Linked DNA regions of Sus scrofa: region 1 is linked to region 2. The links are chromatin contacts, called in public Hi-C maps. All regions are on one chromosome and are shown on one strand. The core of a region is the stretch at or near the end of the contact, and the rest is flanking DNA. Distances in the headings are between cores, read along the strand shown.

Region 1 (7,046 bases), core at 3,282-5,781, 630 kb before region 2:
TTTCTCTGCTCTTACCTTCTAAGTCTCACAATGTCAAGAGACTTTCTAACTTTTGTTCCTGTAGGTATTTATAATACATAGCACCAAGTCTGGCACATAGTAGGTATTCACTAAATATGTGTTTGAATGCATGACCAAAATATTGTAAAAACCTAGTGAACAAGCTCTACTTCTATATACTAATATAACATCAAGGGGAAAAAAAGCACACATGATTAATCTTTTCCAACATGCAGACTAGAATAATGTTAAGAATGATTATTAAGGAGTTCCTGTTGTGGCTCAGCAGGTTAAGAACCCGTGAGGGTGAATAGTGTCTGTGAGGATGCAGGCTCAATCCCTGGCCTCACTCAACGGGTTAAGGATCCAGCGTTGCCACAAGTTGCGGAGTAGGTTGCAGATATAGCTCGGATCTGGGCATTGCTGTGGCTGTGGCACAGGCTGGCAGCTGTAGCTACAATTTGTCCGCTAGCCTGGGAATTTCCATACACCACAGGTTTGGCCAGAAAAAGAAAAAAGAATGATTATTAAAATAGTATGTCACAGAGTTCCCTGGTGGATCAGCAAGTTAAGGGTCTGGTGTTGTCACTGCTGTGGTTCAGATTTAATCCCTGGCCCAGGAACGTCCACATGCCTCAGGCACCACCAAAAAATAAACTAAAAAATAAAATAAAATAGCATGTCACATAAGAATATAATATATTTTTTTTCTGTGTGGAGGGAGAGGGGGAGGGAGTGGGATGGTCTAGGAGTTTGGGGTTAGTAGGTGCAAACTATTGCATTTGGAGTGGATAAGCAATGAGATATGCTGTATAGCATAGGGAACTATAATCGCTTGTGATAGAACATGATGGAGGGTAATGTGAGAAAAATAATGTATATATATGTATAACTGGGTCACTTTGCTGTACAGCAGAAATTGACGGAACATAGTAAATCAACTATGACAAAAAAAATTTTTAAATAAATAAAATAAAGTGTATTCCCAAAAAAGAATATAGTATTTAGAGTCATTTTCAGACCTAGTTCTACCAGCTGCCAGCTAAGTAACCTTAGGCAAGTTACATTCCCTCCGAACCTCTGTGTCTTTTCCATATAATGGAGACAACAATATTCAACTGTTAGGAAGTTTTAATCAGATGAAGCATGGGGTGTGTCCCATATGGAACCAGCATACAGTAGATGTGCTATTATTATTATTATTCCTGGACTGGCATTGCCACTCAGACCAAGCAAATATCAAGTGTCAGCCAAAACCTCACATTAATCTGGTTCTCTTCATTTTATCAAGCATCTCTCATATAGTTCCTTAGCTATCCCTTGCAGGAACCCCGCAGGAAGTAACACAGATGTTATTATTACCCATTTTAGAAGGAAGCTGAGGGGCAGAAGACCTAAAGGGTTTCACCCAAATTGCGGATAAGGCAAATGGTGGCAACTAGGGGTCAATCTCGAAAAGGCTCAGCCCTCTACCAATGGTCCTCGCTGGGATCTTATTCACTCCTTAGGCACAAAAGTGATTGATGGCCACTGCCAGGTGGAACCCAGCCTCCTTTCCTCAAGTCCCCTCCCAAACTCCCTCGATTAATCCTCCCCCCTCCCCTCACTGCTGCCCCTGCCACACACACATCATTTCTCCCTTTTTTCTCCCTCATCTTTTTGGCTCTTCTATTTCCTAAGACTCCTCTCCCTCTGAGCTGCTCCTTTCTCACAAAAATAATGAAATCTCACTTGATGAAGCAAAGTATTTTACCACTCACCCCTCCCCCACCCCCAAGTGTGACCTGGAGCTCAGCACCCCCATAGAAAGGCCCACCTAACCCTGCTCCTGCCTCCTTTATCTCCCAGCTGGGAAGATTTGCTTTGTTTGCCCAGCACAGAAATGCGTTCCATTGTGAACTTCACTTTATTTTTTTCCTGACTTAAAAAAAAAAACCCAAAAAATATACATTTCACATAGAACCCTGGTGTCTAGGCTCTTTCTTAAAAAATGGGAAGGTTGGACAACACAGGCTCCTGGGTGGAACACGACAGCAAGAAACCAAAGCAGAGTCATGGCTGCCCCTGTAGCCAGGCCACATGGTTACTCTGCGCCAGAATCCACCAGGCTCCTGGGTTTGCGTGACTCCTCTGGCCTCTGGAAGTAACTGAGTTTGTAATCCCTGCTCTCGTGGTGTAACCCAACTGGTAGAGGTTTTACGTCAGTCTACTTTCTTCCCTTCTGTAAGTGGAAAGACCTAGTTATAATAGAGATTAATTTTTCCACTGAGGTAAATTGTACTACCACCCCAAATTAGATTGCAGAAGCACTTACATGCAGTTTGGTTTTAAACAAATTTTCCACCCCAATGCAAAAATGCTATTTGGCATATTTAGAATCTTTCCCCTTCTCACAGTAAAGGTTTTTTTTTTTTTTTTTTTTTTTTTTTTTCATGACAACTGAAATTCCCATTATTCAACTATCTACTAAGTGCTTTGAGAGTTGGAGATGATTCTAGCTGATGAAGCATAATTTCTGTTTTATGGGTAGCTTTCAGCAATGTAGGCCCTGGTGTAATCTGATTTAATGCTCATTAATTGAATTGCTCTACAGTTTACTGTTTGAAGCTCAATGCATATTTTCAAAGGCAGCTCCATTTCCTCTTAAGCCCTGACACCATTTTTCTATCCCTCCCAATCTGTAAGTTAAATGACTCACAATTTCTTCCAAGGGTCCTTAGCCCTGAGCAAACAGGAGGGGATCCTACTTGTAAACTTTCTCTCCCACTGCTGACATGGAATGGCCACCTGATTTGTTTTTACAGGATAAGTCCCCAGCAAGCACCATCTAAAAAGACAGAGCAAACCCTAAAAAAGTGCTTCTCGAAGTGTGGTCCCTGGACCAGCAGTGTCAGTAGCACTTTTGATTAGAAATGCATACTCTGGGCCCCACCCCAGACTTGCAGAATCCAAACCTGCATTTGAATGAGATCTCCAGTTGATTGATCAATAATGAAAACAAGGCAATTGCTTTAGTGAAAAGGACCGTGAAGTATATAAAAGAGAATGACGTAACAGTGACTGGGAAGAGGCTACTTCCCAGAGCAGCTATTCTCAGACTTTTTGGTCGCAGGCTCAAATTGCACTCTTAAAGACTGGTGAGGATCCTAACCAGCTTTGTTTATGTGGGTTCTATCTATCAGTATTTACCATGTCAGAAATGAAAACTAGTAATATTTACAAACATTGTTAATTCACCTTAAAATAATAAACTTTGGAAATTCCCATTGTGGCTCGGCGGTAACAAACCTGACTAGTACCCATGAGGACTCAGGTTTGATCCCTGGCCTTGTTCAGTGGGTTAAGGATCTGGTGTTGCCGTGAGCTGTGGTGTAGGCCGGCAGCTGCAGCATCAATTAGACCCCTAGCTTGGGAACTTCTGTAGGCTGCAGGAGCAGCCCTAAAAAAAGAAAAAAAAAAAAAAAAAAAAAATTAAAATAAATAAATCTTACCTATATATAAAACATATTTTATTAAAATGGTCATATTTTCTATTTTTTCTTTCCTTATTCTTTTTAAAAAATTTCATTAGCCTTATTTTCTAAAACTAAAAGAATTAATAAGAAGAGTGACATAGGTTCACATGCTTGCAAATCCCTTTAAATGTCTGCCTTAATAGAAGAAGTCTAGATACTCATACCTGCTTCTGCATTCAGTCTTTTGGAGCATGATATGTCATGTGAACTCTGGAAAACTCCACTGCACACATAAGAGAGAAATAGTGAAAAAGGCAAATACCCTCCTAGTTTTGCTATAAAAATAGTTTTGAGTTTGGGTATTCCCCCACCCCACCCCCACACACAGAGGGTGGGTCCTGGACCACACTTGGAACTGGTGATGTGTTGTGATATAGCAATGGAGAAAGGCCTCACAGTGTGGGGGCGTGTAAAGAGCCATCTCCATGATAAAGAGTGGGATGACTTCTCACTTTAAAACAACCCTAGAGGGAGTTCCCCTTATGGCCCAGCAGGTTAGGAACCCGACTTGTATCCAGGAGGTTTTGGGTTTGACCCCTGGCTTCGTGTTGACCCCAGCTATGACGTAGGTCACAGATTTGGCTCAGATCTTGAGTGGTTGTGGCACAGGCTGGCAGCTGCCTAGTCCGGAAACTTCCATATGCCACAGGTACAGCCCTAGAAAGAGGAAAACAAACCAAAAACCCCCCAAAACCTAGAGATCGTTCAATGAGGGTGTCAATTCGACTTTTGGTTCCGACTTGGACCTAAAGGAGCTGCAAAACAAATGACAGGTCCCTTGTCCTCTCTGAGCCTCGGTTTCCTGGTCTGTCTTTTTTTTTAGGAGGGTGAACTCTTAATATTACAGCCCCCACTCCACCACCCACCTCCCTCCCTTTGGGAGGTCCCAGCGGGAACTTTAGAGCAACCTTATCTTCTGCCCAGCAGAGGGCGATGGAGACCAGCTCTGGCTGCACCATCTCCACCCCGGAGGCCCTTTACCGCCTTGCTGTGTAGAGACACAAGGTTCCCTCGTGATCCGGGCGGTTTACTTGGCATCATCTGGCACCAGGTATCTCAGGCAACCTGGGCCCTCTCCGGGGAGCGGTTGAGAGCCGCCAGAGCCCTTCCCATTGATCCAAACGTGGCCAGGTTGGGAGGCTCGGATTTTCCTGAGAAGTCTGGGAAGAGCAGAGGGGGAGAACTGGTTTGGGCATTTCCCCGCCCCCCCCCCCCCCCTCCACTGGGCCTGTCAGTGAGAAAGCACCCAGGAGCTGTTGACTCTGCACAGGGAAAACCAGGCGGGGTGGCCGGAAGGGAACAAGACGGAGCGCAGCGCCAACTCTCCCCCGGGGCTGCCTGCCTGCAGGCACGGGGCTGCGCTTGCATCAGCGCTGCCAAGGCTGGGGCCAGGGCCGCCCGCGACGTCAGCCGCCTTCCCAGAAGAATTCCACCGCCTGCGGCCTGGGGCCGGCCCGCGTGGGGGCGGGGGCTTTTGGTTTCGGAGGATGACACCACTTGCTTGCTGCCTCTCCTCGCCCGCACTCCGTTGTCATGGAGACGACAGCATCCTGGTAGCCTTGGCGAAGCCAACCCGCCCTCGAGAAGTGACCCGGAGCACGGCCCACTCAGGAAACCACTGGCTCTAGGATGCTCGCGCAGGGGGACAGGGCTGCGCCTCCCGGATTTTCCCCTGGGGGCGCCCTGCAGGGCCACCTTCCTTATTCTACAGGATTATCAAGATCTCGAAGCACTCTCACCAAGTGTCTAGAAACATCCCTGGGCGGGGAGGCGCGCGCGGGGCGGGAGGGGGGTGAAATCGGAAGACCAAAAAGGAGCCCTAAAACAACCTGTATGAGGCAGAACTGATTTTTCAGTCCTTTAAGTTTTTGCTTTTTTTTTTTTTTTTTTTTTTCTTTTCTTTCAAGGAGCAGTTTCTAATGATTATCTTCAAAAGATTCTCTGGCTGAAGCTACCCTCAGTGAAGCAGTTTGTTTTAGTTCGCTTTGGCAAGCTAATTGAGCACCTAGACTGTGCCAGGCTAAGGGAGTGGGGGTTGATAATAATAGTGGGGCGTTGAACACGTTCAACCAGACATAGAAGTGAACTCATTTATTCTTTCCCACAACCTTAAGAGGTAGGTCTTGTCCCATTCTAGAGAAGAAAACTCAGAATATCCAGTAAATCTGAGACCGATTAGGGGGTAAAATCAGAACTGAATCCTAAACCAGAGATCTTAACCATTACCAAGCAGCCTCTGGAACCATGAATTAAAATGGTGGGTATGACCTTTAGTCTCTGGAACCAAGACTGCATTTTTTTACTGCGCGGAGACCATGCATTTAATTTTTAATTCTGTGTGAATAATAACTGAGAAGGTCAGGACAAAAATAATCCTAAAAAAGGAATAAGGCTTATATAATAATAACAAATGCAGCTAACACTGAATACCCACTGTACATCAGGCACCCACTAGTCATTACCACTCTTGGTACAACAACTCTCTGAAGTCAGTTCTATTACTTTGGACCCTGCTTTGCAAATGAGGAAACTGAGGCACAAACTGGTGAAGTAATTTGTCCGAGTCCCATAGCTGGTAGATTAATACTTGGTAACTAATAAATTCGTGTGAGGATCCAGAGTGGACATTCAGTACAATTGCACTCAGCTTTGGAGAGAGTGGAGAGAAAGCACTATACACAAACACCTCAAGAAAAGCATATTTATTCAGACCATTTCCATCTAAAATGTATTATAATTTTAAAGCAAGCTAGGGTAGGGTAACTTTTATCCCCATGGGGAAAAAACATTGCTAAGCAAATACTGTAAACAAGGTGAGAACAATTCTGCAGGATATTTTAGAATTCAGAAAGCACTTTCCAGAGTTCCCATTGTGGCTCAGCAGTAATGAACCTGACTAGTATCCTGCAGGATGTGAGTTTGATCCCTGGCCTTGCTTAGTGGGTGAAGGATCTGGCATTGCTATGACCTGTGGTGTAGGTTGCAGACTTGCTCAGATCCACCATTGCTGTGGCTACGATGTAGACAGGCAGCTACAGCTCCGATTCTATCCCTAACCTTGGAATTGCCATATGCAATGGGTACGGCCCTTAAAAAAAAAAAAAGAAAAAAAAAAAAATTAAGCACTTTTCTTCCCAGAATCTAAGTTCATCATCACAGCCCTCCTGAGTAGTTAGATAATCGGTAGCATACAGGTACAATGAACTATTATTCAACCTTAAACAGGAATGAACATATGACACAGGCTACAACATAGGCTAATCCTGAGGATATTATGTTAAGTGAAATAAGTCAGTCACCAAAGGACAAATTTTACTTGATTCCACTTATAAGAGCTATAATAGACCCATTTATAGAGGTATAAAGATAGAGATGGGGGCTGAGGGGAGGAGGGGATTGGCAGTTACTGTTTCACGGGTGTAGAACTTTTGTTGAAGATGGTGAGCAAGTCCTAGAAATGGGTGACGGTGATGGTTGCACAACATTTTGAAGTACTTAATGCCACTGAATTGTAAGCTTAAAATGATTAAA
Region 2 (6,666 bases), core at 3,065-5,564:
ACCAGGCTCTGCCCAGGGGATTAGACCCCAGGGTCCCACACTTGACCTTCCTGGGCCTCAGTGACCTCATGGGTCCAGTGACAGGGTGCACAACATGGTCTCTGAGGCTCTCTCCCCACTCACAAATTCTCTGAGTATATCAGATTCTATTGTGATTTCATAGTGAGAATTTATGACAGATTATTTTTTAGCAATTTTTTTCATGTGTGAAACTTGGGTGATACTAATCATGTAAATAATTGTTCTCTTATATATTATTTTCAGAAAAGGATGAGGGTGGTGGTAGTGATGATTCTTTATATTCATACTGCACTTTGTTTTGTCAAGGAAATCAGTGTCTTTTACATGGTTATGATGCATCCCACTTGGGCCAGCAATGTGCTCTCAAGTTCAGCAATCTGAACTCGCAGGAATGTCTGTGGGGTGACTCTACTGTGCTTTATTTTTAAAAATTAAGTGCCTTTGGTTCAGGGGGCAGTTATAAGCCCTATTTCCCCCTCTCCCCAAAGCCTTTGGTGAATGTGAAATCTGTGCCACATGGAGAAACTTGTTTAATTCTAGATGTAGGAAAAAAGGAACAAGAACCTTGAATTGACTATATTCAAGGTATCCAGTATTTTGTAATAGAGAAGTAGGAAATCTTGTTGGCTGTGGAATATCAGATGCTTTGGATCATGCACTATGTTGAATAAACTGGTATCTGCTAAATCAGGCTTCACTCTCATTGGTTCCCTTTCCATTTCCCTCTATTATGTTTTCTTTGAAAGAAATGACTTTGTGATGATGTCTGTGTTTTCTTTGCTAGAAAGCTTTTCATGTCCACTAGCTACCTGATAACTTTGATATGTGAGCAGTTTGTGGGGACTTTTATTCCCCAAGGCAAGGCTTCAGCCAGGAACCTAACGGTGACCTTCCCTCAGTAGATGAGGCAAAGTCAAGGGTGGTGGTTCCATTCTGTAAAACCCGATTACTGCTTCACATGCCAGGAAAGCACCTGTTTTAGAGTAATGGCTTCCAACCAGAGGTCCCTGTCATCAGGACCTCAGCCTGATTCCCCAGTTCTTGAAGACCCTCAATTCATTTCTAGCATGGCATTTGACAGGAGTGGCTCATCTTTATGTTGGTTGTTCGTAAAGTAAGTCCAATAATATTCATAAGTGTTCAGCCAACTTTTCATTGCTACTTTTGTGCTTAGCCTCCTAATATTAAAAGATTTATCTTGAAAAACTTTTTCTTGTGTTGCTGGGGTGTTGGGCCACATTTGCTAATCTGCCACTTTGTGGATAAAAAATGTTTCTTGGAGTTCCCTGGTGGCCTAGCAATTAATGATCCCATGTTGTCATTGCTGTGGTGTGGGTTCAGTCCCTGGCCTGGGAACTTCTGCATGCCATGGGCATGCCCCTCCCCTCCAAAAAAAAAGAAAAAAAGAAAATGTTTCTTTATAAACTTTCACCAATTGATGATTAACACCAGGCAAAACAAACAAACAAAAAACTTACTACATTGAAAAAGCTAGTGGAAGAAATAGGTATTTTATTCTTAAAGTCACCACTACTCAAGCACAGTTTTTGTTTTTACTTATTACCTCCCACCTGCTTGTATTTTTTTACATGGTTATAGTTTTAGTGTGTATATTTTGGATTCTTCTGTTGGTAATTAATGTTATATAGCATAAATATTTGGGGGCGTGTTTTGGCTTAGTCTTTAGAATTGCATTTTTAGTAAGAGCACAATGTTAGAAAGCATTTAAAATGAAATCGTAACCAGCCCTTCTTTTAAAAAACACATTATTAGGTTACTGACTAGAGATTGCACCAAACTACTGACAGCTGTGGCCACTACCCTTTGTAATATTGAGTGTTAACTTATGAACAGACTGACAACATTGTAGTATAATGATTGCAGCCTTAATGCCATATGTGCATTCTTGAAAAAAACCTCACCTTTTGTAAAATCATACCTAAAAAGTAGGGAGCGTAAGGGAGAAATAGAGGTAGGGAGAAACCACTGAAATCTTAAGGAACTTTGTAACCAGAGGACTATCAAAAATAATAATGATCCTCAGTTAAATCTGCAGTGTCTTTTGAAGCCATCATTTCAGCCAGTCAGTCCTTTGTGGCCCTAAGCCCTGGGGTGCCTCCTTCTTCCTTCTCCAAGATGTTAGTTTTTTGGTTGTTTTTGTTTTTATCGAAGTATACAATGTTGAGTTAGTTTCATATATACAGCAAACTAATTCAGTTACTCATATATGTATTTGTTTTCAGATTCTTTTCCATTATAGGTTATTACAAGATATTGAATATAGTTCCCTGTGCTATATGGTAGGTACTTGTTATTTATCTATTTATGTAAATATAATATATATATTATATATATATAATAGTAGAGTGTTAAGATATAAGTTTTTAATGGCATTTGCTTTTAATGGAGACCACTTCTATCAAAAGTAAAGATCTGATTGGGGAGTTCCCATCGTGGCACAGCAGAAACGAATCTGACTAGGAACCCTGAGGTTGCGGGTTTGATCCCTGGCCTCGCTTGGTGGGTTAAGGATCCGGTGCTGCTATGAGCTGTGGTGTAGGTTGCAGACGAAGCTTGGATCCTGCATTGCTGTGGCTGTGGTATAGGCTGGTGGCTGTAGCTCCGATTTGACCCCTGGCCAGGGAAACTCCATGTGCTGCAGGTGTGGCCCTAAAAAAAGGCAAAAAAAAAAAAAATCGGAGTTTAGATTTTTGTATCAATCTTTTTTAAGATGGGGGAATTTTTTGTAGTATCTTTATTTGAATGCTCAGATTTTCAGAGAGATTAAGATAGGGCAGATTTTAGCTATTTTGAAGCCACTAAATCACTATTTATGCTTCCAGAGGATTAAAAAAATTGGGGTGGGGAGAGATCTTCATATATTGTTAAAGTTTTAAGTTGCAAGAATGTTTACCCCTGATTGTTTCAAAACACATCTCTAATAACATATACCCCAACATAACTTCCACATCCTTCTGTCTTCCAACTTATGTTTACTAATCACTTATGAGCTATTTCTGCATCAAAGAAATATTCATTGTAGCAAAACAGATTACTTGGCTGATAAGCCAGTACCAATGTTGAGACTCTGTTTTGTTGTTACTGCTGCTTGTTTTTTTAGGAGCTCATATATTGGGTCTATGCTTCTATTTCATTTTTTGCCCCATTGAAGCATAGAGGAAATTTAATCTGTGTTCTCAAATCTGCTTTGGTCCTGAATCCTGGACAATTTCTTTATTTTTAGGGGTGTACGCAAGGGGCTGATTAGGTAACAAGTCACATCTTCTTTTTAAAAGCCATGTAAACATGTTTAGAAGAGGGAAAGGGATGGGGAATGATGGTCATCTTGATCAAGAGTGATGTTTCCTTCTTGGAAAGCATCAAATTACACAGAGACCTCGAACTTTGTATGGTTCAGCCTACAGCTTAAAATGAAATACAGATCTGCATCAATGAAGACTTTTCTTTTTTAAGTCCTCCCTCCCTGCCTTGGTTTGTTTGTTTGTTTTGATAAAGCATCTCTGTTGTCCATATGACCCTTTAGGAAAAAAAAGAGATGCTGTTCATTTTAGTAAGTATTTATTTGGGCTAGAATGTGGTGGGGTAATGGCTCCAAACTAATATATTGGTAACTTCTGTAGAAATGGACCGTCTTTACTGAGAATTCTATTGTTGACATAAAATAAGGCAACAGGTCTTTCATCTATGAGAAGCTCACAATTTTAGGCTTCTTGCCCTCACCTTTTCAAAATGGCTTATGTTTTCAGGCTACACAGAATTGTTTTATGTGGTAAAATCCATAGTGGACTTAATAAAAGGAGTATTTTGAAAAAAATAAGGAAATATGGGGTTTTTTTTTGGTTCTGAGACTTTAGGAATTTCATACAAGAGACTAAGGTGGGATTTATTTTTCTTTATAAAATGATATTTTGCATGCATTTCTTCCTCATTCCTTCCACTAACCTCCCCACTGGCAATATTTCTCATCAGGGAGTTAACCTGCAGGCTGGCGATTAGGTGGAATTCAGGAGGTGTGGAGCCTGGCTCTCGAGGGAACAGGGCCCAGGCTGAATGTGTGAGTGATGCCCATTCTAAAGGCGCTGCCACTGCTCTGCCCTCCCATGGCTGCTGTGCAGCAGTGCCAGCCCAGAGTTGCTCTGTACCCCAGTTTCTGTGAGTAGCTGGTTGTCTGCATTCTCATGTGAAGTCTTCTGAGTTTTTAATGTTGGCAACCAAATCAGATTTAAAAAACAAAACAAAACTGGACGTTCCCATGGCGTCATGGGTTGAGGATCTCGCATTGCTGCACCTATGGCACAGGTTACAACTCTAGAGGGGGTTGAATCCAGCCCAGGAACTTCTACAGGCCACAGGTGTGGCCAAAAAAACAAAAAACAAAAAACCCTCGAAAAACAAACACGAATACACACTGTGAAGACCTAATAAATTGCTTCTGTAGCCAGATTTAGTCTGGAGGGTGCAAGTTTTCAACCTAGATTATGAAAATTTATTCATTTCAAGGAGCACAAAATCTTGTATTCCTTTCTGGAAAATGATCGAGTAAATAATGTACCAGTTATAAATGTCCAACTGTGAGAAAGGGCAGTGGCTTGCCCAGGACATCATCTTAGCAGAATTGCCTTCTCTCCATCCCCATGCCATCCCACCTAAAATCATTTAACAGCCATGGGTAATCTCAGCAGTGCTCTCAACAGTTCATTTTCATTAACTGGCACTTACTACTGAATTTGCAGACAAATATCAAAGAATAGCAGAAATGTCAGTTTCTTGACTGTGAGTGTCATTTATTAAAACTTAGTTCTCTGTAATACAAACTACCCCAGAGTAGGCCTTGTTTTTATAGGTTTTGCCAGAATCAGTCATGCTATTAGTAAAAGATGGCCTTTGTTGTTTAAAAATGCCGTGGAAATTATTAACTCCAAGAGCCTCAGACGGAGCTCTGGCAGCAGGCCAGAATGCCTGACTCTTTATGTTGAGGCCATTGGAGCAGCAATCTAATTTTTTGATTAAGCAAAATCATTACAAATAGTATTCAGATAGGCTGTAAAATGAGAAATGCTCTTCTCTGAAACTTGCCCTATTTAGGATTGGAAAGTTGACGGGATTATCGCCAAGGGGTGGAATTTTTCAGCTTCAAATCAGATTCTAATCTGCCCCCAAATGGTAATTGACCCCAAAATCATCATTATGAGAAGGCTGGTTGGGCCTTTGGAATTAGTCACCATTGTCAGGCAAGAAGGTGATTCCATTTCAGAGTAAATAAAGGTCTGGTAGATCCTTTCCTACCCCTGGGTCGGGGCCATGTTTTACAAACTCCTTGTTTTCTTTGCTGAGGAAATGGAACACCCATCAGAGCAACTCTTTTCCAGCATGTAAATTTGGCACCTCAACAGGGTAACATTAGAAGCTCTGAATCAACACTGAGGGGGAAAGTGAAACCAACTAACAGTCAATCAGGGAACAGAGATAAGCCCTTCCTTGTCAGGTGGCACTGATAAAAAGTTCACCTGCATTTAGTTTGGTGCCTGTGAAGAAGGGCCCTTTGTGGTTGCTTTTTTGAAGACTATAGTTTTTCTCTGTTTCAGACACTTGACAAATAAAATTTAATTTATTTACTTCTAATTGACACCTAAGGATGCCCTTTAATCTCTTCCATTAGCTTCTTTAAAAGGCAGTTTAGCATCATATGAAAAAAGCACCAGAATAAGATTATCTGGGATTATTTACCTACCCCTCCACCTACCTACCTTGTGACCTTAGCAAGTAATGCCCTCTCAGGCAAATGGGGGCAATGACCTCTTGGGCTTGTGGGGAGATATGAAATGATGCAAAAATATTTAGCACAAATTACTTTGGCAAAGTGCTTACTAAGTACTTGTTTCTATTAGGAGTATGATTATTAAGATAGAGGAGCAGGAAGGTACCACCAAACAGTCCTGATCAATCCTGGGGTTCAGCTTAGAACAGAGAGCCAAGTGAGCTGAGAGGGAGAAAGATCAAAGAGGCTGGATTTAAAAGCTTAACTAGACCTCTATCTCAAACACTTAAAAAGAAAGAAAGAAAGAAAAGCTGACATGATTGATTCCCAAACCTCTGTTAATACTTAAATTTGAAAAATGTGCTGATATTGTACCGTCCATCTGTTCCCCAAAGTTCTCTTTAAAGGAGAAAATTAGATCTGGTTATTTCTACATACATTGTATAATTCTGAAGCTTTTCCTCTTCAGTCTCTCTCACAAAGAACCTCTGGCAGGTTTAATATCAAGAAAATGTCATTTGTAGGCATAACAATAATTAAAAGAAAGAAAACAGACAAGGGAGGGCAGAATCTTGGCCAATAATATGTTGACTAGCCTGTTAATGTTACATATGTTTTCAATGCTAATTTGCATTCCAGAGAATTTTTTTAAAAGGTAATTCTGCTAAGTCATTTAAATTATTTCTTATTTAATTTTTCTCTGAGATGATTGGTCCATGATCTAGACTCTAACCTCATAAATTACCAGATTTAAAACTCCAGGTGGAGAGTTCTCCTGTGGCACAGCGGGTTAAGGATCTGGAGTTGTCACTGCAGTGGCTAGGTCACTGATGTGGCATGGGTTCGATCCCTGGCCAGGCAACTTC

The links. A called contact is a pair of places that touch in the nucleus more often than the background predicts.
Region 1: a Hi-C map of omental adipose tissue shows a contact between it and region 2, with 1.7 times the contacts expected there. The contact joins two enhancer-like sites. A contact is called at or near these places in 7 of 47 Hi-C or Micro-C datasets (embryonic fibroblasts, heart right ventricle, omental adipose tissue and 3 more) and 1 of 2 datasets of contacts at active chromatin or transcription factors (alveolar macrophages).

What each region holds. Positions count from the first base shown.
Region 1 is chr13:61,569,941-61,576,986 of Sscrofa11.1, reverse strand. No RefSeq gene overlaps it. Among named protein-coding and RNA genes, the nearest start is that of BHLHE40, 45 kb to the right of the region's middle. Within about 2 kb of position 4,531, at least 66 of the 83 cell types and tissues checked have an H3K27ac peak or open chromatin away from gene starts, as enhancers often do. A contact at or near this core is called in omental adipose tissue, where this site is marked.
Region 2 is chr13:60,940,764-60,947,429 of Sscrofa11.1, reverse strand. SUMF1 (sulfatase modifying factor 1) reads left to right here. Exons shown (of 9, transcript NM_001244932.1): 9 at 1-708. Among named protein-coding and RNA genes, the nearest start is that of SUMF1, 93 kb to the left of the region's middle. Within about 2 kb of position 4,314, at least 7 of the 83 cell types and tissues checked have an H3K27ac peak or open chromatin away from gene starts, as enhancers often do. A contact at or near this core is called in omental adipose tissue, where this site is marked.